Linked DNA regions of Pelodiscus sinensis: region 1 is linked to region 2. The links are chromatin contacts, called in public Hi-C maps. All regions are on one chromosome and are shown on one strand. Each heading gives the region's core, a stretch centred on a gene start, on an enhancer-like site or on the middle of the called end of the contact. The rest is flanking DNA. Distances are from core to core; before and after follow the strand shown. Region 1 holds the start of TPP2 (tripeptidyl peptidase 2). Region 2 holds the start of METTL21C (methyltransferase 21C, AARS1 lysine).

Region 1 (6,465 bases), core at 3,762-6,261, 160 kb after region 2:
GCTGTGGAATTGGCAGTGTAAAGACAGTTTAACAGAGCATACTGGGGCACTACTGAAATGCAAGCTTAACTCTGCATTTCATGGTTTTCAGAAGTTTGAGTTTGCTCATTTCAGTTCTGCAAGGGGACAACATATCACCAAAAACCTTAACTCTCCATTAGTACAGCCTTCTGATATTGAAAAGCTATGAACTTAAGGTGAAATGACAGCAGCATGTGTTTATTTTATCAGTCTTGTATAAAACTATTACACCATAAGTGCTTTCCCAAAAGTGGGAAAGAGGCTTAGTTACACTAATACTCAGAATCCCAAATTCAGTGTAGAATCATACACTTCTTTCACAACTAGTCAAAAAAACGATATGCATTTTCTAAGGAGGTCTGTCCCTAATTAACAGCCCCCTCCTGACCACTTAAAAAAGTGACACAGATACACAGCTCCCTCAATCATACAGAAAAGTGAAACATACTAGGATATGCTATTTTCATACTATTCATCTCCTTTCCCCTACAGACAATGCAGCTGATACAGGTAAGATTAGCAAGAAAAATAATGTAGCCACATATATCTGTTTTAAGGATGTTAAACATCAACTGACTAATCGAATAGTGGATGCAATTTTGCATCAACTATTGGATTAGTTGATAGGGCACCTCTGCCTTTGAAGGGAATCCCCAGCTGATCACTGGCTCCCCCCGGCCACTTGGAAATGCTGCATGCAGCCTAAGGACACCCCAGATGGCCCCGGGCTGCACGCAGTATTTCAAAGTGACAACGCTGCATGGAGCCCAGGGTCTGACCCCAGGCTCCAAGCGGCACTGCTGCTTTGAAGTACCCACTCTTCTTACCCCCCTTCCCCTTCTCCTCCCCCTGCCCCTTCTGATAGAGGCAGCAAGGCAGGGGGGATGACGAGTCGACTAGTCTGTTGACTATCTGGTAAGTATTTGCTTATCGGATAGTAGACTAGCTCTTCATATCCCTAATCTGTTTCACACATTCTGAAGTTGTTCTCTAAAAATTTTAGACACAAATATCTATACCTGCAATCCTGAAATCTGAAGCTTGTGGCAGATACCCATTCAAAGTACTTTTGAAGCCAAAGGGTATAGGATTCCCCAGTGTGAATCCAGTTGAAGACTTTGAATCTGAGTAAATTAATTCACAGTCCCCTTGCGACTGCCAAATATAAACAGGAAGATGGCCATGCATTTATCACACCTCAAAAGAGTAAGGTTGAATATTTATACGGAATGCTTAAAAATGTATGTTTCAGAGTGACTTAGGGTAATGAAAATCTATGATGAGAATACACAGGATACTGACTCTTCTCTGACAGAAGGTAACAAGTACTGTTTTTAATAGGTGTACTGAGGAATTGATCCAAATACTGAAGATAATAGCAATTATGTCTGATTCTGTACATGGGTATTTATGTTCAGACCCTGAAGTACAAAATGTAGGTCTTCTGAACGTCTATTAAATAACCAACAATATGTTCCAAAAGAGTTATGACTAGACTTTAAAAGAGCACCATTTTCTACTATTTGCATGTGATCCCTATAAGTCAGAGGCAGGCCAAATTTAGCCCAATGGCCATCCCATTCAGACCCTCAGGCATAAAGCAGCACTGGATTCTGGTCAACAGATATCTAGCCAATAAGAGCTCGGAGATTTTCCTGGGGGTGGGAACAGCACACAGTCTCCCCCTCCTTCCAGCACTTGGAGCAGAGTCATATGGAGTATCCAGCTGTTTTGAGCAGCCTCGCACTGCAGCAGGCAGGGAACTTGCCTTGGCATCCTGCAAGGCTGCTGGCCAGGAGCTGCCTAGGTAAGCACCTCCCAGCCAGAGCCTTTGACACCCCAGTCCTTCCCACTCCCCAGCTCCCTGCCCCAGGCCATCACCCAAACCCTCTGCACCCTTCTCCCCCATGTCAACTCCCTCCCGGACCCTGCAGCCCCCTCCGACACCTCTTTCCAAGGCCAGAATCCTCTACTGCTCCCATACCCTGAGCTCCAATTCCCTGACCGAAATCACAACTCTCTCCTTCACCGAAGCTCCCTCTCAGATTTCACAGCCTCTCTTGCACTCAAGTCCTCCACCCCGAGATACCTTCTGTACTCAATCTCTGTCCCAGACTCCACAACTCCACCATGGAAAAGTGTGGTCTTTGACTAAGGATGTTAAAGGCTGCTATCAGGCTAATCGTATAGTCGATACAAATTGTATCGACTATATGATTAGTTGATAGAACCACTCTACAGAGCTGCATGCAGCAAAGGTAGATCCAGGAGCTGGCTTGAGATTGGACTCAGCAGTCCTGTCTCATGCAGCTCCAGGAGTCGCCATCGCTACAGCTCTGTATTGTAAACTAGCTGGAGTTACCCAGCATTGCTGTGTCCCGCTCCCCACTGGCTTATTCGCTCCCCTATCCCCCAGCCAGCCCTACTTCCTGCTGGCTGGTTCCCCTCTTCCCGATCTCCCACAGCCAGCCCCGCTCCCACCGGCTGCCCCCCCAATATCCCCCAGCCAGCCCCGCTGCCCCCGACCAGATCTGTTTCCCGCCGCCCCGATCTCCCCTGGACTGCCCCGCTGCACCCCACCAACTCTGCTTCCTTCCACCGGCCACCCCCTCCCGATCTCCCCCAGCCAGCCCTGCTGCCCCAGAACTCCCCCGCCCCCCCCAGACCAGCTCTGCTTCCCATCAGCCACCCTTCCCCCGATCAGCCACGCTGCCCATGACCACCCTCAAACCAGCCCTGTTTCCCAGCCCCCCCCCCCTTTCTCCCAGCCAGGACCAGGCCCAGCCCCCCCCCCCCCACCCACCCCCATCAAATGGGGCCGCTTTTTTTATATATATAAAAAGACTACCTGGTAACTGTAGCCACAGGGGGCATGGTTGATGGCTGAGCCGTTATGCGCATGGGGGTGGGGTGAGTCCCGGATGGTGCTTTGGGGCCGCAGGCAGCGGACACGTGACCTAGGGTGGGTAGGGCTGCCCCTGCAGCACAGCACGGCAGGTTATTTTTGATTTTTACAGGTTGAGACCAGGTCCGATCGAGTCCAAAAGTACCTTAACCTTTCCTCCAGGAAAAGGTTTTATCCCATGGAAAGTTTGGTTGCAGTAGGTCTTATAGTGTCCAAGTTATTAGAGCACAAGCATACAAACATTCTCCTTTGTATATTAGATGTAGTAAGAGCCGCTGAGCTCTTACTACATTTAAAATGCAGAGGCACCACAATTATCACAAGTCGGGACTACTCTGTCCTGGATCGCATCAAGTCCAACAGTCCCTGTTTGCAGCAGATAGCCCTGGCTGCTGCAAACAGGGGTGACTTGGCGGCGGCAGCCCCTGTCCACATGGCGGGGGGTGAGGAAGGAGAAGGAGCTCCCCATTGGGATCCCTGCAGACAGGGGCTGCTTCGCAGCAGCCTCCCATATCCCCTCAGAGGGAGCTGGGGGTGGGAGGGAAGCAGACAGCTTTTAAGCTGGCTTCCCCTCCCCCTTGCTGCCTCTCTTCAAGGCAGCAAAAGAGGGGAGGTGCCATAGGGAGCACGGAGGCAGCAGGGACTTAAGTAGTCCATGCTATCCTCATGCTCCCTGCAGCGCTTCTGCTTTTGAAACGTACAAGAGCCCCAAAGGACTCTTGTACATTTTAAAGGCTGAAGCACCGCAGTAGGAACCAACAAGAGAGAGGACTGCTTCAGTGCCTGCTGCACCCCTACCCCCTCTACCCCCAGACACAGTGCTGGGGGCAGCAAATTTAAGGTATCTCCCCACCAGCACCAGCTCCTGCTTCCTCCCTTACTGCCTCTCTGACAGACTAGTCGAGTTACTACTTGACTATCCAATAAGCCTATGCGTATTGGAAAGTTGACTAGTCACTTAGACCCCAATCCTTGACCACTTACCAAGAGTGGTCCTCCCATCAAAAATTGTTGCCCATCTACGCTATAGGTACAAGTTTCTACTCACAACAGAAGAGCCACAAACTGCAGACCTCTTGGCTAGACAAGGTTTATGTTAGAAACAGGTTTCCACCTATAGCAAAACAACTGGAAGCCAAGTCAAGTTTTCCAGTGAGATTAAAAAAAAAAAAAAAAAAAAAAAAAAAGCATTCAGAAAGAAAAGATGAAAATGTGCACCATACTTATTCCCTCCACAAAACAAGTTACATTGCAAGAAATAGTCAGTACAAGAATTTGAATAGCAATGCTCTTATGGCACTTTCTCTTGGCAGATGAAGCTCTTCTGAACATGCACTAGAGATGTTAGATAGCATGGAACTGAATAGTCGTGTAAGTGTCAAATCCAGAGGTCCTGGGTTCCAGCCCCACTGCCCACGGGCTAGCTCTATGCAGTAAGCCACACCTCGGTGTGGAGAGCACGACAATATCCCAAGGAAAGCAGCTCCCCTGGGCTGCAGTGGAGCACCCCAGTAAAACCACAACCAGCATCACTGGGGGCTCAAACCCGCCCGTCTCTCTCGGGGCCCTCTTCTGCCCCGCCCGCCTGCCTCCACGAGCCCCCAGCACCCAAATCGGCCAGGTCCCCGCGACGCCTCCCGCCCCTCCCCTTCCTCCTCCGCCCGGCGCCGTCTCCCCGCCAGTCCCGGGCTGCTCCGGCCCCGCTCAGCTCAACCCCCCGCCCCGCAGGCCTCGGCTGCTGGACGCCCCCCACCGCGCACTATCTAGCTCCCGCGCGGCGGGTCGGCACCCGCGGAGCAGGCCGGCCGGTACCTGCATGCCGGGCGCGCCGGGATCCACGCCGGTGTCCAGCACGGCCAGCAGCACCCCGCGCCCGTCGTACTCCGGGTAGCGGCCGAGGAAGGCGGCGGCGCCCGTCTCTTTCTTCGGCAGGAGCCCGTGGAAGGGGAACGGCTCCTCCGCGGCGGCCGCCATGATGGCAGGGGACAGAGAGACGCGCACGGACCAGCCCCGGCAGCGGCGCCTGGGACGCACCAAGTGACGCGAGTGGGGGAGGAAGGGGCGGAAGTGGCGCATGCGCTCACCCAGCCAATCGGCGGGCGGCCTGCCCGCGCTTTCTAGAGCGCCACGGACGCACAGGCGCCACCCGCCAATTGGAGGGCGAAACGCTCTTGCGCGCGCAGGCGCGCTCCCGCCCTGGAAAGGGCGAATGCGCCTAGTCAGCCAATAAGACGACGGGACACGCGCCGGAGTGCCGTAAAGGAAACCTGCACGGAATCGTCCCGTCTTAAAGAGACAGGCACCTATTTACCACTCTACTTCACCCCCAAGCCTCCTCCTCTGGTCATTATCCCCCCCCTCCTCTTTGAATGGTGCTTCCGCGCCTTCCTGACAGCTGCATGTCACAGAACCATGGAATCCTAGAACTGGAAGGAAAAAAACCCAGGACTGTGTAGCACTTTAAAGACTAACAAGATGGTTTAATAGGGAATGAGCTTTCGTGGGCCAGACCCACTTCCTCAGTGGGTCTGGCCCACGAAAGCTCATTCCCTATTAAACCATCTTGCTAGTCTTTAAAGAGCTACACAGTCCTGGTGTTTGTTTCAGCTGCACCAGACTAACAGGGCTACATTTCTAGCACTATTCTAGAACTGGAAGGGCCCTCTGGGGAGCATTGAGTCCAGCCCCCCCGCCACCCCTACAGCAGGACCAAGCGCTGTCCAGACCATCCCTGATCGCTGTGCCGTGTCTCTGTAATGCGTTCACCCTAAGAACAGACACTTCGTGGGTCCCAGCACAGGATCAGACCCTGCTGCAATCACAGAGCTGGGGAAGGAAGTAGCCAGCCCAGAGATGCAGGTGCAGGTGCTGGGCTAAGCAGGGACGAGCCTAGTGTGGGATTGTCACATGGTTTTCAACTGGAGCATCCTGTCTGAAAGGGGACCTGGTGCTGACCAGAAGTCCAGGGCTATTGCAGGCTGCTTCAGCTCTGGCCTGCTCCCAGAAGTCGCCACCAGATCCCAGCACCCTCTAGTTGCTGGGTCAGCCAGGAACTTGGAAGCTTCAGGAGTTGCCCCATTCCCAAGTGCCAGTTCCACAGCTGCTATTGGCCAGGAACCATGGCCAGTGGGAGGTCTGGGAGAGGTGCCTGTGGGTACAAAAGCAGTATATGGTGCTTCCCTGGCTGCCTTATGCCTAGGAGCTGGAGGGACCTGGTTGTTGCTTCCTGCAAGCTTTGATAAGCAAAGACTGGCTTCCTTCTCCTCAACATTGTGTCCCAGCCTGGAGTCCCCTCCTATACCCAAATTCCCTCCCAGATACTACACCTAAATTCCTACCTGGAGCCTTCATCCCACATCCCATGCACCCAGAGCCCACTTGAGGCCATCACCCCCACACACATCACAACCCTTGCCCCAGCCCAGTGAAAAGACGTGAGGGTGGGGGAGAGAGAATGACAGAAGGAGAGGGAATGGAGTGAGTATGGCTGGGGCAGGGCATTTGCTTTTCTGTTATTAGAAAGTTGTCAATCTTAGCCT
Region 2 (6,457 bases), core at 2,692-5,191:
TTTTTATACATCAAAGCAATGAGGTTTAGGAACAGCATCCCAACAGAAGTTGTGGGGGAAAACAATTTAGTTTTAAAGACAGAGCTGAATAAGTCTACGAGAGAGATTTATAACTTCTGCTTGTGCGGATAGGGGGCCTGTTTCAGCCCTAAAGGTCACTTCTGGTCTTAATGCCTTCTGTTCCTAGAAACTTGTCCCTCAGGGCTTCAGTTGCTCACCAGTGGGAGTCAAAAAAGGAAATTCTCCTGCCCCTTCACCCCTCTGTGTGGAGGGTTTTCCTTCATAGCTGGAGATAAAACACTGCATATTGAATGTAGAGATGTTCTGAGAGGATACAAAGTATTCTCTGCCAGATGCCTGGCTGGTAGGTCTAGCACACACGATCACGGTTTAATAGACCATTTTTTGTAATGGGAAAGTTTTCACCCATGTCCGACTGGGGATTGTGGGGTTACTTACCTTCCTCTACAACTTGCAATGGGATCCCTTGATCATCTCGTATATTTAATCAATCAATTCCCTGAACTAATGGTACCCCAGTGCCACCTGTTCTTGGTCCATGGCACACAATAGTTTCATTTCCTGAATACTTTGATCTAATTCTGATTGTTGGGCTTGGTGCTGAAGTGGCTGGATGGTCTGTGATATACAGGTTAGACTGATGATCTGGTGGTTCCTCCTGACCTTAAAAAGCACTTAAATACTCAGTAGTCACAGGAAATTAAATATGCAAAAAGCATATAGTGGCTTAAGTGGATTTTGATAAAATTAAATTTACTAATAAGTATCCTTGAATACTGACGTCACTCTAATCTTTCCAGAATTTGAAATACAATCTGGTCTTCTCTTACCACAACTGATTTATATGCTTTAGTCCTATAGGCAATGTTAAGGCTTTTACAGGTAAATCTCAAGCACAGAATTCCACGAGATGCAAGATAAGCTACTAAAGAAACTAAATGAGAGAAATTCATATCTCCTCCAGCTCCATGAGTAAGAATCACGCCGTGTGTTAATATCTTGTCTGGAACTGAAAAAATAGCGTCTAGGTATTTAGTTCCAAAAGGTATTTTCACTTTAACCTATAAATAAAAATAAAAATAGTAAACTACAGTGCAAAAGAAATATTTCAAATATGTACATTCAGGACATCATGCCATGAATAATTGCAGTTATAACACCATTCTGTGCTCGTATGAAAAAGGAATGAAGGATGGCCTTGCTTTTAAGGCAGCATACTAGCAGTTGAGAGATCTGGTTTCTGCTGTTCTTGTTTGAGTCAAAGACTTCCTGAATGACCCTGGACAAGTCAATAATCATTCTGGGAAAATTTAGACCCAGCTGTAAAATAATAAAGCTTCCCTAAATTACAGGGATTTGTGAGGCACACACACAACGACTGACAATTTTTTTATATTATACATATGTATCAAAGGCAGCAACTGGGGTGGCAGACAGGAGCCAATCTGCATGGGAAGCTGGTTTTTAAAGGTGTAGGGGAGCCTGGACAACCCCATCTAGACCAGAATAATAATGTCTGCATTGTGCGGCTCTGCATTGACCGGACTAAGGATGGTTGCCTTAACCAAAGTGTGGCTTCTAACAAAGCAAACCAGGCTGATTCAAGCCTAGTGTACATGGGCCAGGCCAAGGGTTGACCTTTAAATGTCAGGAGTGGCTTCTAACAAAGCAAACCAGGCTGATTCAAGCCTAGTGTACATGGGCCAGGCCAAGGGTTGACCTTTAAATGTCAGGAGTGCTTTAAACAATAGTGCATTGAGAGTATTGGTATAGAGAAACTGTGCCCAGAACATTGGGAGTAGCCTGGTACATAACAATACTAATGAGCAAAAATCACTGATGCAGCCATAAAACTATCAATTAAGTACAGTATAGTTTGACTAGTAGGACGTGTCCAAAAGAGGGACATATACAATACATAATTGCGTGTGGGGAAACGAAGCCACAACGTCCTATCTGACAATCGTAAGGGTCTAGCGATGGAACTGTGTGAGATTTATAGAAATAAGTACATGTACAGGGCTTGACAAATTATGGAAACCCCTACTCGCCAGACAAAAAAGGGACTCGCCACCCTCCCACCCCCCCCAAAAAAGTGTTTTTTTAATGGCTGAGAATTGCTGCAGGTCCCCCTCCCCGGCAGCGCTCTGCTCCTCCGCTTGCTGGCGAATTGGATGGGGCTGCGCCGCCCATAGTGTGGGCTTTGGCCAGCGTTACAATGACCCACCAGGCCAGTCCACCCCTGCACTCGCCAGCTGGAAAAATCTACTCGCCATGGGCGAGTGGGTGAGTGTATTTGTCAAGCCCTGTACATGTATATTCAGATCCTTAAAATTAAGTATCTTGGGTATTGCCGTAGATGTAGGTGTTATATTATTGACTGTGCTAACTATCCTGTGTATTGGAATAGATCTGTGTAACCTTGCATTGCTTTCCTTTACTATTCTGTGCATAATAAAGTTAACAAGAGTTTATCTGAGGTGTTTTTCCTGACATCACTCCTATCCAAAAGCTGAACCACATAACAAAGGCACAGAGGCAGTAGCATGGGGTGGCAGGAGGCTACTCAGGAGGCGGCCAGGAGCACACTGACTGCTAGCACCATCCCCAGGGACTACTGAAAAGTGGTGTAACTGCTAAGATTTCATGCGGTTACACGACTACTCAATTAAACAATATCCAACATCCCTGGTCAAAAGCATGATTGCAACAGGAATTGGCAGCTCTCCCACGCTTCCAAGTCTCAACTAAAACAGTATTGCAAAAAGGTGAGCGATGATCTCTCCAAGCAGGAGGATTGCAGGTAATTTAGGACTATGTCGGTCAACACTTAAAAACAACCAGTGCAGAGAAAGCATAAGTAGCAGCTCACTGTGAAATACAAGTAATTGCTGTGGACCACACTGAATTAGAAAGGGGGGAAAAAAAGGGGAAAACTGGGGGTGCATCTACACTGCACGCATAGGTCAAAATAAAATATGCAATTTGAGCTACGCAAATTGCCTCTCGTATTTTGATCTAATTTTGAAATAAAGCACTATTCCAATAAGTCCCTTAACCCTCGTGGAACGAAGGTTACAGAGACGCTGGAATAGCACGTCCATGCTTTCAAAATAACGGGCACGGAATAGCTATTCCCCCCCCCCCCCCCCAAGTACCAAGAGGCCCAGCAGACTGGGCGGGCGGGCGCGCTGGACACACGCTGCGCGCGCAGGAAGGGAGCCTGCAGCGAGGGAAGGCCACGCACCTCGCTATAATCTCCCATGTCTCCCCGCCGGGCGGGGCCGCTCGCCTCCACAGAGCGCTGTGCTGTGCTGGGGGGGGGAGGGGGAGAGAGATATTGCGCCGTCCAGAGGCCACGAGCTTCCCGCGGGGCAGCGGGCACGTGCCGGGCACTCACCACCCCCCACGCCGCAGCCGCGCGGGAACAGCAGCACACTCAACGCCTCAGCGCATGCGCCCCCCGCCCTCCCTTGCGTTGAGAGCCGGTTCGGTAACCGCCACACCGGCTTTCTGCGAACGGCCCCCGAGCCCCGCCCCTGAAGGCCAGAGCGCCAGCCTATCGCCAAGAGAGGGCCCGCGCGGGACATGCTGGGAGTTGTAGTTCGCTCTCTGAAACGAACAGCTCCCTGGGCAGCGCGCGCTCCAGCCCCATCTCGTCCGCCCTTGGAACGCTGCGGGGGCGCCGCGCCTGGAATTGTCTGCTCACGTCTGGGGAGAAGCCTGAAGTAAATGTCGCTCTGATCCCATGTCCCAACCCCCAGCCCGGAGCCCCCTCCTGCAACCCAACCCTCTGCACCATCCCAGAGTGTGACCACCCCCCCCCCCCATCAACCCTCCTGCCTCAGGCCTGAGCCCGCTGCTGCACCCTCTTCCTGGTGTCAGCAAGCCCTGAGGGGGGTAAGCCCGGCATCCCAGGCATCCCAGGGACAGGACGGAGCAACGGTTGGCAACCTTTTCAAACCAAAGAGCCAAACTACATCAAACTTCAGAACCAGTGGTCAGCAAAGAGCCATGTAAGAATGCCCATTTGCATGACTGGAAATATGCATCTTAAAATTGTTGATAATTGACATGATTAATAGCAGCATAAATGAAACATTGTACTCACAGATTTTATTTAAGGGGACTGCTGCTGCATCTTTTTGCACATTTATTTACATCACAACTGGTCAAATCAGGTTGTCTTCTGTCAATCTTATGGCAGGGGGCTGGTGACATGGGGGGTAGGACTCTTGGTTGGGATGGGGGCATGGGGCAGGAGATTGGAATATATGATGGACTCGGTCTCAGAGCACAAGGTTGGGGGATGAGAAGGGTGCAGGAGTGTTATAACAGGGAACCAGAAATGTGGGGATGTGAGGGACTCGGGGCGGGGGGCCGGTCAGGTGTATGATGGGCTCAGGGTTGGTGTGTGGGTCAATGCAGGAGTGTTATGACACTGCGGCCAGATGGGGCCTGGGACCCAATTGTGGGCGTGTTGGCCAGACTTCATTTTTAGATAAGGTAAATATTATGTCCAACACAAAAGGTTTCAATATTGTCTTTATTTATAGCAGGAGTGGGGAATCTTTCTTGGGTCAGGAGCCACTGACACACAGAAAAATCAGTCAGGGACCACACAAGTGAAAAAAAACCCACACCTGAATCTCGAAACCCAGTGTAAATAAGTATTACCTGGAAGAGCAATTAGTGTGTACATTCCCCCTTTCATTGTTAAAGGGGGCTTACTTAAATAATTCATTTGAGGGTTTTGATCCTGTTTGTGGAGTGGGATTTCAGGAAGCTGGGCCCAAACTGCACTTTCCTTGGATCTGAAGGGATTCAGTGTCTGTACTGCTACTTGGGAGGGGGGGGGGGGGCATTGATCTCAACTTGGAGCCTTGGCTGAGGGAGACCAGCAGAGCTGGTCCAGCAGGACCAGGCAGTGAGAAGTCCCAAAGAGGAGGAAGATGAGTTTCAGTAGCTTTGCCAGTACTCCGGGAAGCACCCCAAGGTGATCTCGCCCTATCACAGGGAAGTCAGAAGAAGAGTATTCCTCTTTCGACTTCCTGCTGTGTAGACAGCGCCAAAAGCCAAATTAAGCTATTTTGACTTCATCTACACAATTCATATTATATTTTCAATAAACATGCCATATTGTCTTTTCCCATGAAAAAGATCCTGTGTATTTCTTAGAAGCATAAAACAGATATAAATCTGTAATATAGGTATGGCCTTATATTACAAGGATGAGAAGACACGTTCCTTGCCCTGAAAATTTTATAATGTTAGGCCTTAATGCTGTGTGATGATGTGCACACCTCATTCTCATCAGAATGGAAGATGGCCTGAATCTCAGAATGCGTTCAGCATTTTTTCAAGATTTAGCCTAGGAATAGACTTTGCAGAATTTGATTTTATTTATATATGTATTTATTTATTAGTAATTTAAACAGATAATATCAGTATTGATTTTAAGGATTTTTTAAGATATTTAAATTTTCAGTTGCACATAATTATGGGTTCTAAGCATTTTTTTTATTTTTATCTTTTATTTTCACTGTTGTGGGAAAATTATGGGAGAGAGCAGATAATAATTACAACAGTAGGGATTGAGATGCAAAAACTGAAAGCTTTATAAAACACAAATTATCATGGAGATGTGGTTCTGCTATTGTTCCCAGGACTACTTGTTGTCCTTTGTGACCAGTAATGACACCGACAACAATTTTACATCTTTGTCTCTGTTTACACTGCAGGCTTCTTGTGCAAAAAGCTTTTTACTTGAACTGCATGGACGCTCTCTCAAAAGAAAGCACTGATTGCTATCCACAGGATGGCCACCAGGGCAACTATGCTTTTTCCTCTTTCCTGTTTTTGCACAACCCTCCCCCTTGTTGCCCATCCACACACACCTTTTTGCGCAAGAACACTTGCACAAAAAGGAGTTATTCCTCGTAGAAAGAGGACTACCTACACTGGAAAAACCTCCATTCTGTTGTTTTACTTGCGCAAAAACATGCTTGCAGGGTGGACGCTCCGTGAGTTTTTGTGCAAAAATGGCTGTTTTTGTGCAAAAACTATGTAGTGTGGACCTAGCTATAGTGAGCAAGGCTGTGGCTAAAATGACCAATGCCTAAGCAGTAGTTTTTTCCACAGGAAATGCATAGGTACCTTGATGCAGGGAAACAAATTGTAATTTTTACCTGCCACTGCTTATGACATCCTCTGTGTCTCAAAAGCCATAAAGTTTTTAATCCCAAACTGCGTAAACCCACTGTTGACTACTGCTTGCCAACAAGAACTGTTTGTTGCTGACAATTCCCAGTTACCAATGTTAATGTTTTACTCTCAGATTAGGTTTCCATGTGTCCTTAGAGTATTTTCTTCTTGCCATTTTGTATATGGTTGCTCACTTTCAGTTTGCCATACAGCACCTGCTTTGGCATTCTTA

The links. A called contact is a pair of places that touch in the nucleus more often than the background predicts.
Region 1: a Hi-C map of blood shows a contact between it and region 2, with 8 times the contacts expected there. The contact joins the promoter of TPP2 here to the promoter of METTL21C in region 2. A contact is called at or near these places in 2 of 5 Hi-C or Micro-C datasets (blood and liver).

The regions. Positions count from the first base shown.
Region 1 is chr1:245,941,043-245,947,507 of ASM4963464v1, forward strand. TPP2 (tripeptidyl peptidase 2) reads right to left here and starts at 5,012. Exons shown (of 30, transcript XM_075918739.1): 1 at 4,739-5,012. The coding sequence starts at 5,002.
Region 2 is chr1:245,777,360-245,783,816 of ASM4963464v1, forward strand. It overlaps METTL21C (methyltransferase 21C, AARS1 lysine), which reads left to right and starts at 3,942. Exons shown (of 5, transcript XM_075918742.1): 1 at 3,942-4,037. TEX30 (testis expressed 30) reads right to left here and starts at 3,558. Exons shown (of 5, transcript XM_075918744.1): 1 at 3,269-3,558; 2 at 852-1,082. The coding sequence starts at 3,286.